2 separate regions of the Arachis hypogaea genome follow, and region 2 is linked to region 1. Evidence: chromatin contacts called from public Hi-C data. All regions are on one chromosome and are shown on one strand. Each heading gives the region's core, a stretch centred on a gene start, on an enhancer-like site or on the middle of the called end of the contact. The rest is flanking DNA. Distances are from core to core; before and after follow the strand shown. Region 1 holds the start of LOC112721363 (copper chaperone for superoxide dismutase, chloroplastic/cytosolic). Region 2 holds the start of LOC112721386.

Region 1 (4,215 bases), core at 807-3,306:
ATCAAGATCACATAAGATCTATATCTTCAGAAAAAAATTTTCAGAACAAAAGAAACTGATAAAGAATAGAAACGTTATTGGAGACAATAGTGTCCCAGATAAGATCATTTCCAATAAGATCATTTTCAATCATCAACCTCTTAACATATATATCTACAGAAAATGGGGTTTAGCAAACATATAAAATTAAGTCTTTAGTGCTACTGCCAAATTGTTAAGAAACTGTGTAAAGTGAGAGCCAAGTCTTCTAATGCATGCTCTAGTTCATTAGACTATGAATTCAAAGGAGGTAAAGACAAATACAGGCCAAACCTAGTGTGTCATGAAAATGGAAGCATTAACAATCCTATCAACAATAATGAGGGATAGAAGATGCGCCCCCAATATAGATGTATCAAGATCCATTTTTTCACCTGATCTAATAAGGATTGCTCAGGGTTGAGCCTGATAGGCAGAACAGTTGATCATATCCATCAACATACTAGCATCATTTCATAATTATCTTATTCTACTACCCTTCATAATAAGAGGTATTATTGTAATTAGAAGTTAATTGAAGTTTGTTATCAGTAGTTACTAGTTCAGAAGTTGGTTTCTCCAATATTCCTAAAGGCCTAAGGGTTTAGGGTTCATGCACAAAAAAATTACTTGACGCAAAACTGGTCATACTCATTATACTTGTTACTCAATACTCATCAAGTAGAATAAAGTGATAAAATTTCCACTGATAAATCATAACCAAGCGAGAAATCTACTAGCAAACCTTCAGGTGTTCCCTGTCCGATTAATCGGGCTTTTCTACCAGTCTGTTCCAAAGCTTCAGTCATGGTCTTCACTGGAGTCGAACCACGAATCCTAACTACCTGATTGCTCAAGTCCACCTCTACATCCTTCACTCCTGCAGAAAGTTGACAAGACCAGTTTGACATAAATGATGAACACTCCAGTGTAGGATGCCATAACTGAAATTTGTGAACTGATATATCTAAAATGAAAATGCATTTAGTAGTATATCCGTAGAAAAAAATAAATTCCAATTCATTAAATTACTCCAAAATCCAAACAGGTTGGTCACTTGTGAATAGAAATTAATTGCACTAGCCGATCCAGAGGTTCAAAGAAAACATTCATCAGAACAGAACACGTACCATTGATGGTCTGCAACTTGTTTTTAACAGCATTAACACAACCTTCACACTTCATATCCACCATGTACTCCGTCTACACCAAATCAGAAGATCGGACAAATTAACTAAACCAATTCCATTACAAAGAATCTATTCCCAATCCCCTATAATAATAATAATAATAATAATAATAATAATAATAATAATAATAATAATAATTAGCTGAAGGATTAACCTTAGCTGAACCTAGACGAATAGATATCTATCCAAATTTGCAATTGCACGGATGCTAATACAAGAATAGAGAGAGATAGAGAAGATAATGAAACTGACCAGTAACTCCGGCAAGGAAGAATGATGGTTCTGTAAGAGAGAGATATAATGAATAATCAATAATTAATAAGTAAGAAGAGGAAGATTCTAGAGAGATATTAAAAAGGGGGAATACCTGAGAAGCAGTGTTGTGGTCCATTTGGAGAGGGGAGGGCGGGGCAGCAAATGTTTTAACGAGGCCGAATCGGTTGGGGTTGAGAGAGAAGGGTGAGTTTGGCGATTTGGAAGATTGAGAAGGAGAAGAAGAAGTAGAAGAGGATAGAGAAGAAAAGGCGAAAGCAGCAGGAATAGCAGATGCAGCAATAGCAGTGGTAGTGGTAGTTGCCACTGTTCTCAGAAATGCCATATTCATAATTGATTATTCTTTTTCTTTATGTTCGCTGTCTCATACAACTATGCTTACGGCCTTGCAGGTTTACTCATCTCTCTCCTCCTTACCACTTCTAGATTAATCCACATTCCACAGCTTTCCTTCCATTCCATTCCATTCATTTTTTTTCCTGTTTTTTATTTATTTTTCACCATTTTGTTCTTTCTTTTCTTTTTTCCACTTTCAATTCAATCTATATTTTTCTTCTTGGGTAGAGTTTTGGTGACGACTCTTGGTTAAATTTTGCTATTTACACCCATATTAAGATTTTTTGAAAAATAATACTGTAATTGATTGCCAACATATTTATCAGGAGTGCTATGGGCAGCAATTTTTTTATTTTGTAACCATCAATTGGCTATCAATAGTGTTTTTAATGGTGTGAAATTATATTTAATGGTAGAAGATTACTCACTTTTTTTTAATGGTTAAGTGTTCACGACAAAATACAAAAGTTGCTGGTTCCTAGACTTTCTCTTATCAAAATTTTAAAATACATTTATTCAATATAGTATATTAATATTCTTTCGGTTGTTATGTTTAGTAATTTGTAAAATATACGTATAATAAAATTCTCCCTAATATGTAGTTTTTCTTAACTAAATACTCTTCTAATTTCTAAAGAATAAAGACACTTATTGGATATCAAAATGAAAACTTTTGAAGTTGTTTACTTTTCCATAAATTTAATTTTCTTTTTTGCCCTTTTTAACTTTTTTTTTATTAGTGCTTTCAGAATATTTGATATATACAAGAATCAAAGAGAAAATATTTCAACATATTTAAATTAATTAAACATGAAATAAAATTAAATAAATCATAATTTAACTAAATATTTCAACGAATATATATTAACACATATAAGTAAAATAACTAGTTTGACTAACTGGTAAGTTGGTGAGAGACAAAAGACTACTAAAAAAATTTTAAGTGAAGAGATTGATAATAAAATAAAAAGTTAATTATTATATTATTCTAATGTTTTGAATTCAACCAAAAGAATTTTTGGAGTTATTTCAAGAATTCTCCTCAAGTTTTTGCAAATTCGCCCATGCACGTGAACGACCTATTTGATGACCAATTTATAAATTATTTTTTTGTGAAGCAATTTTTTTTTTTTGGTGACTTTTGTGAAGCAATTTGTTTTTATCAGATTTTAACTAATTCAATCGATTAATTATTTATTCGATTTAATATTTTAACAAGGCCGATTATATCGGCTGAATAGTTTTTCAGTTTTTTTTTTTTTTTTTTGGTGACGAATAGTTTTTCAGTTAAACCAATGGATTCTCTGATTTTAATAACTATTGTATTAATATTAAATACTTTTTGTTTTTCAAAAGGAAAAGTATATAGAACCAAGAGGTTACCAGCCAAAAACTAAACAAAACCACATTAATTTATATTAATTATTAATTTTAAATTTTTTAAATTTAAAATTTAAAAAATTTAAAATTGATTAAATAAACGTAATTAAAACCTATAAAAAGCATTCCTCCTCTCTCTCACATTAACCTACCCACCTCCAACAATCACACACAGACCTTTTTCTCTCACCAATGCTGCCTAAAACGCCGGCGACTTCCATTCTCTCCGCGACGCCCTCAACAAGCGCATCTAAGACAACTGCTTCAACACGAAGTCCACCTTCGACTTACCTGGCATTGATTACCTGGCAGCTTCCATGAGCCCCAACAATGAGTCAATTGCAACGAGTGTTATTGTCTCCGGTGGCTACGAAGATGATATGGACGAAGGAGATGTCATAATCTACACTGGACAAGGCGGGTAGGCCATGAATTATAAAAAAAACATTCATTTAATATAAAAAAAAATCTTAATACTTAACAAAAGAAATATTCAGCTATATTTTAGCAAAAATAATTAAATATTTATAAAATTTTAAAAAAATATGAAATTCTTAAAGAAATAGAGACATTCACATTTGCAATACAAAAAAATTCGAAAAATATATAAAAGAACACACATTTAGTATGAAAAAGAAACATTCTAATACTTAGCAGAAGAAACATCCATATATATTCACTCGTAGAAATTTTGGATTCACCCAAAGGTATTTAGCTGATTTTTAGCTAATACCCTTCTGGTTCCCTAGCATTGTTGTTTTCAAAAAGAACTTTTATCTTTAGTTTCACTTTACTTTGTGAATTTTCTTTTGCACATTTTTTAAAGGGCAAAAAACTAGAATAAACCAAGGGAAGTTGCAAATTACCTAAATGAGCCAAAGTGAAATTCGTTTCTGCAATTAGCCAAACCCTATATTTATATAATTCGAACCAGTGTGGTTCGAACTCTATTCATGAGTAATTCGAACCAGGGTGGTTCGAATTACTAAGAGAGAAATTCATTCAAGTAAATCGAACC
Region 2 (4,010 bases), core at 839-3,338, 160 kb after region 1:
CGGCCTCGATCCACTTAGTGTAGTAGTCTACGGCGACGATGAGGTATCGGAGTTGGCTGGGTGCCGTGGGAAAAGGTCCGACAAGGTCGATCCCCCAGGTGCCGAATGGCCGCTCTGCCGATATGATGCTGAGCTGGTGTGGGGCTGCTTGGTGGATATTGGCGTGCCTTTGGCATTTGTCGCAATTTTTTACTAGCTGCGTGGAGTCCCGGATCACCGTGGGCCAGAAGTAGCCGGCCCGGATGACTTTTTGGGCAAGGGTTTTACCTCCGACGTGGTGGTCGCAACAACCTTTATGGATTTTGCGGAGTATGTACTCCGTGTCCCCTGTTTCGACGCATTTGAGCAGGGGTTGCGAGAATTCGCGTTTGTATAGTTGTCCTGCGACGACTGTATAGTTGGCGGCTTCCCTTTTTGTCTGTTTTTCCTCTTTGGGGTCTTCGGGTAGTGTTCCTTTAAGGAGATATTGTAGGATGGGGTAGGTCGACGATCCTTGGTGGGAGAGTGTCAGATAGGCATTAGCCATCGTGGATATGGACGGTGATTTGACGACTTCCTGAATTAGCGATTTGTTGCCGTGTCCTGGTTTAGTGCTGGCTAGTTTAGAGAGGAGGTCGGCCCTGGCATTACGTTTCTTGGGGACGTGCCGTATGGTTACGTGGTTGAATTCTTCCTTTAGTTTGTTAACTTTGGCGACGTATTGTTGTAGCAGGGGATCTCGTGTTTGGTAGTCTCCGTTAATTTGGGAACTGACTACTTGGGAATCCGTATTTATTTCCAGGACCTTTGCTCCGACTTCTTTGGCTAGGGCTAAGCCTGCCAGGAGGGCCTCATATTCTGCTTGGTTGTTTGAGACTGGGAATTCGTATCGTACTGACTGTTCGATCACAACTCCGTTTTGACTTTCGAGAATGACTCCGGCACCTCCGGAAGTGACGTTCGAGGTGCCGTCAACGTGTAGTTTCCATGATTCGGGGGTGGAGTTTCCCAGTGTCATCTCGGCGATGAAGTCGGTCATGGCCTGTGCTTTGATTGCGTATCGGGGTTCGAACTTGATATCGAACTGGGATAGTTCGATGGACCATGCTAGCATTCTGCCCGCTAAATCGGGTTTTTGTAGTACCTGTTTAACTGCTTGGTCGGTTCGAACTGTCACAGGGTGGGCCTGAAAATATTGCCGCAGACGTCGGGAGGCCGTGAGGAGGGCGAAGGCTAGTTTTTCCAGGTGCGAGTAGCGAGTTTCCGTGTCTTGTAGGACCTTGCTTATGAAATATATGGGTTTTTGTTCTTTCTTCTCGTTTTCGCGGATGAGTGCCGCTGCGAGTGCTTCTTCTGTTATGGAGAGGTATAAGTAGAGAGTCTCCCCTGTTTGGGGTTTGGCAAGAACTGGTGGTTCCGCTAGGACTTTCTTGAAATGTTGGAATGCTTTTTCGCATTCTGCTTCCCATTTAAAGAGGGTTCCTTTTTTCATCACTCTGAAGAAGGGGATTGCCTTTTGGGCCGATGCTCCGAGAAAGCGAGATAGTGCTGTCAGACGGCCGGTGAGCTTTTGGATGTCGTTTATATTTTTTGGGCTTGTCATCTCAAGGACGGCGCGACATTTCTCTGGGTTGGCTTCAACTCCACGTTGTGTGATCATAAAGCCGAGGAACTTCCCTGCCTCCATTCCGAAGGCGCATTTTGTCGGGTTGAGTGGCATTTTGTGCTTTCGTAGGGTGTTCATTATGACCTTGAGGTCGCTGATGAGTTGTTCGCCGGAGTCGGTCTTGGCGAGCATGTCGTCTATGTAGACTTCTAGTTTGGTTCCGGACAGGTTCTGGAATATCTTGTTAACGAGCCGTTGGTAGGTGGCTCCGGCGTTCTTCAAGCCGAAAGGCATGACTGTGTAACAGTACGTTCCGTCGGGGGTGATGAATGCCGTTTTTTCTTCATCGGGTCGCTGCATGGGTATTTGATTATAGCCGGAGTATGCGTCCATGAAGCTGAGGTATCGATGTCCAGATGCGACGTCCACCAACCCGTCGATGTTTGGCAGGGGAAAGGCGTCTTTTGGAAAGGCTTTGTTGAGGTCCGTGTAGTCGACGCACATTCGCTACTTTCCGTTGGACTTTTTTACTAGTACGACGTTTGCTAACCACGTCGTGTAGGGTAGTTCTCGGATGAAGTTTGCTTCGAGTAAGGCTTGTACTTGTCTCTTGACCTCGGTCGCTCGGTCTGACGACATTTTCCGTCTCCTTTGTGCCACGGGTTTGGCCTTGGGGTCTACGGCTAGCCGGTGGGACATTAGGTCGGGGTCTATCCCAAACATGTCGACTGGCGTAAAAGCGAACAAGTCTCTGTTTTGTTTCAAAAATTGGGAAAGGTCTTCTTTAAGGTTATATGGGAGGTTCCTATTGATGAAGTTGTACTCGTCTTTGGTTTGCCCTACTTGTAGTTTTTTCATGTCGCCTTCCGGTTCTGGCCTAGGTTGGCCGTCTTGTCGGGCGTCTAGGTCGGCTAGGAATATCCCAGCCGCGTCACGGGATTTTTTCCGCAAAGTCAGGCTGGTGTTGTCGCATTCTGCCGTGACTTCGCGGTCTCCGTGGATGGTCCCGATGGAGCCGTCTTCCGTGATGAATTTCATAAGAAGGTATTTGGTGAAGATGATGGCCGAGAAATCATTGATTGTTTTTCTCCCGAGGATGACGTTGTAAGCGGTGGAGTCTTTTAGGACCACGAATTCAGATAGAATTGTCATCCTTTGGTTACCTGTTCCTATGGTGAGGGGGAGGGTGATGGAACCTTCTAGTTTGAGAAATTTTTCCACGAGTCCCGTGACGCCGTTGCGGTATGTTTGGAGATTTTCGTTGCAGAGCCCGGTTTTGTCGAAGGCTCCTCGGAAAAGGATGTTGGAGTCTGCGCCGGTGTCCACCAGTATTCTCCGGACTAGTCCTGTTCCGATTCTTGCCGAGATGACGAAAGGAGCGTCTTCAGCCGAGGTGCCGTGCTGGCAGTCCTCGGGTAGGAAAGTTATCGTTTTGCCGGTGGTATTGGTTGGAGCTTGGTCTCTGATGGCCAGGACTTTGAGGTCCTTTTTTAGTGTTGTTTTCGATTTGCCTGACACGTCCTTGCCTATGATAACGTTCACTATTATGGTTAGGTCGTCTTATGGGCTTTCCCTGGGGGTTTGTTTTTGTGTCCTCGGGTTGCACCCTTTTCTTTCTGGCGACCTGTCTCTCTCTGATGATTTTGGCGAACTCTTGGAGTTTGCCGTCCCTTATAGCTTGTTCGAGGGCGTCCTTAAGGTCAAAATAGTCTTGTGTCCTGTTCCCGTATCCTCGGTGGTAGTCGCAATAGAAGGTTTTGCTGCCGCCCGTTCTTTCTTTAAGTTGCCGGGCTTTTGGGATGATACCTCTGTCCGCTATTTGGTGGTATATCTGGGTAATTGGAGCTGTTAGGGGTGTGTAATTAGAGAATTTGCCGATTCTGGGCGGTCGGTTTGCGTTTGTTGGCTTAGGGTGGTCCCTCTGATTTTCTCTGGGTGGTGGGTTATGCCGGGGTGCCGAACTGCCGTGCTGGGCGTTGCCATGTTGCCGTTTATTGGCAGCGACGACCTGGCTGACTTCCTCATCATTGATGTAATCTCTGGCGATGTTCTGGATCTCGTGCATGGTCCATACTGGTTTGGTGGTAAGGTGTTTGCGAAAATCTTCGTTCATGAGCCCGTTGGTTAGACAGAGGCTTGCGACGGAATCCGTGAGTCCGTCGACCGTTAGGCATTCATCGTTGAAGCGGTCGAGGTATTTCCTTGTGGATTCGTCTTGTTTCTGTGTGACCCCTAGTAGACTGATGGGGTGTTTGGCTTTAGTGATTCTAGTTGTGAATTGGGCCATGAACTTTTGCGAGATGTCGTGGAAGCTGGTTATGGATCCGTTTGGGAGGGCGTTGAACCACTTGATTGCTGGCCCTGCTAGGGTTACCGGAAAAGCTCTGCATCGGACCGCGTCGGCTGCTCCTTCTAGGTTCATTCT

What was found. Hi-C and Micro-C count contacts between places; a contact is called where the count stands out from the background.
Region 2: a contact with region 1 is called in a Hi-C map of leaf, with 3 times the contacts expected there. The contact joins the promoter of LOC112721386 here to the promoter of LOC112721363 in region 1. A contact is called at or near these places in 2 of 8 Hi-C or Micro-C datasets (both in leaf).

What each region holds. Positions count from the first base shown.
Region 1 is chr11:55,923,806-55,928,020 of arahy.Tifrunner.gnm2.J5K5, forward strand. It overlaps LOC112721363 (copper chaperone for superoxide dismutase, chloroplastic/cytosolic), which reads right to left and starts at 2,057. Exons shown (of 6, transcript XM_025772434.3): 1 at 1,576-2,057; 2 at 1,461-1,490; 3 at 1,149-1,221; 4 at 764-898. The coding sequence starts at 1,812.
Region 2 is chr11:56,081,142-56,085,151 of arahy.Tifrunner.gnm2.J5K5, forward strand. It overlaps LOC112721386, which reads right to left and starts at 2,089. Exons shown (of 2, transcript XM_025772456.1): 1 at 268-2,089. The coding sequence starts at 2,089. All of the region lies in intron 4 of LOC112721392 (ribokinase), which reads right to left.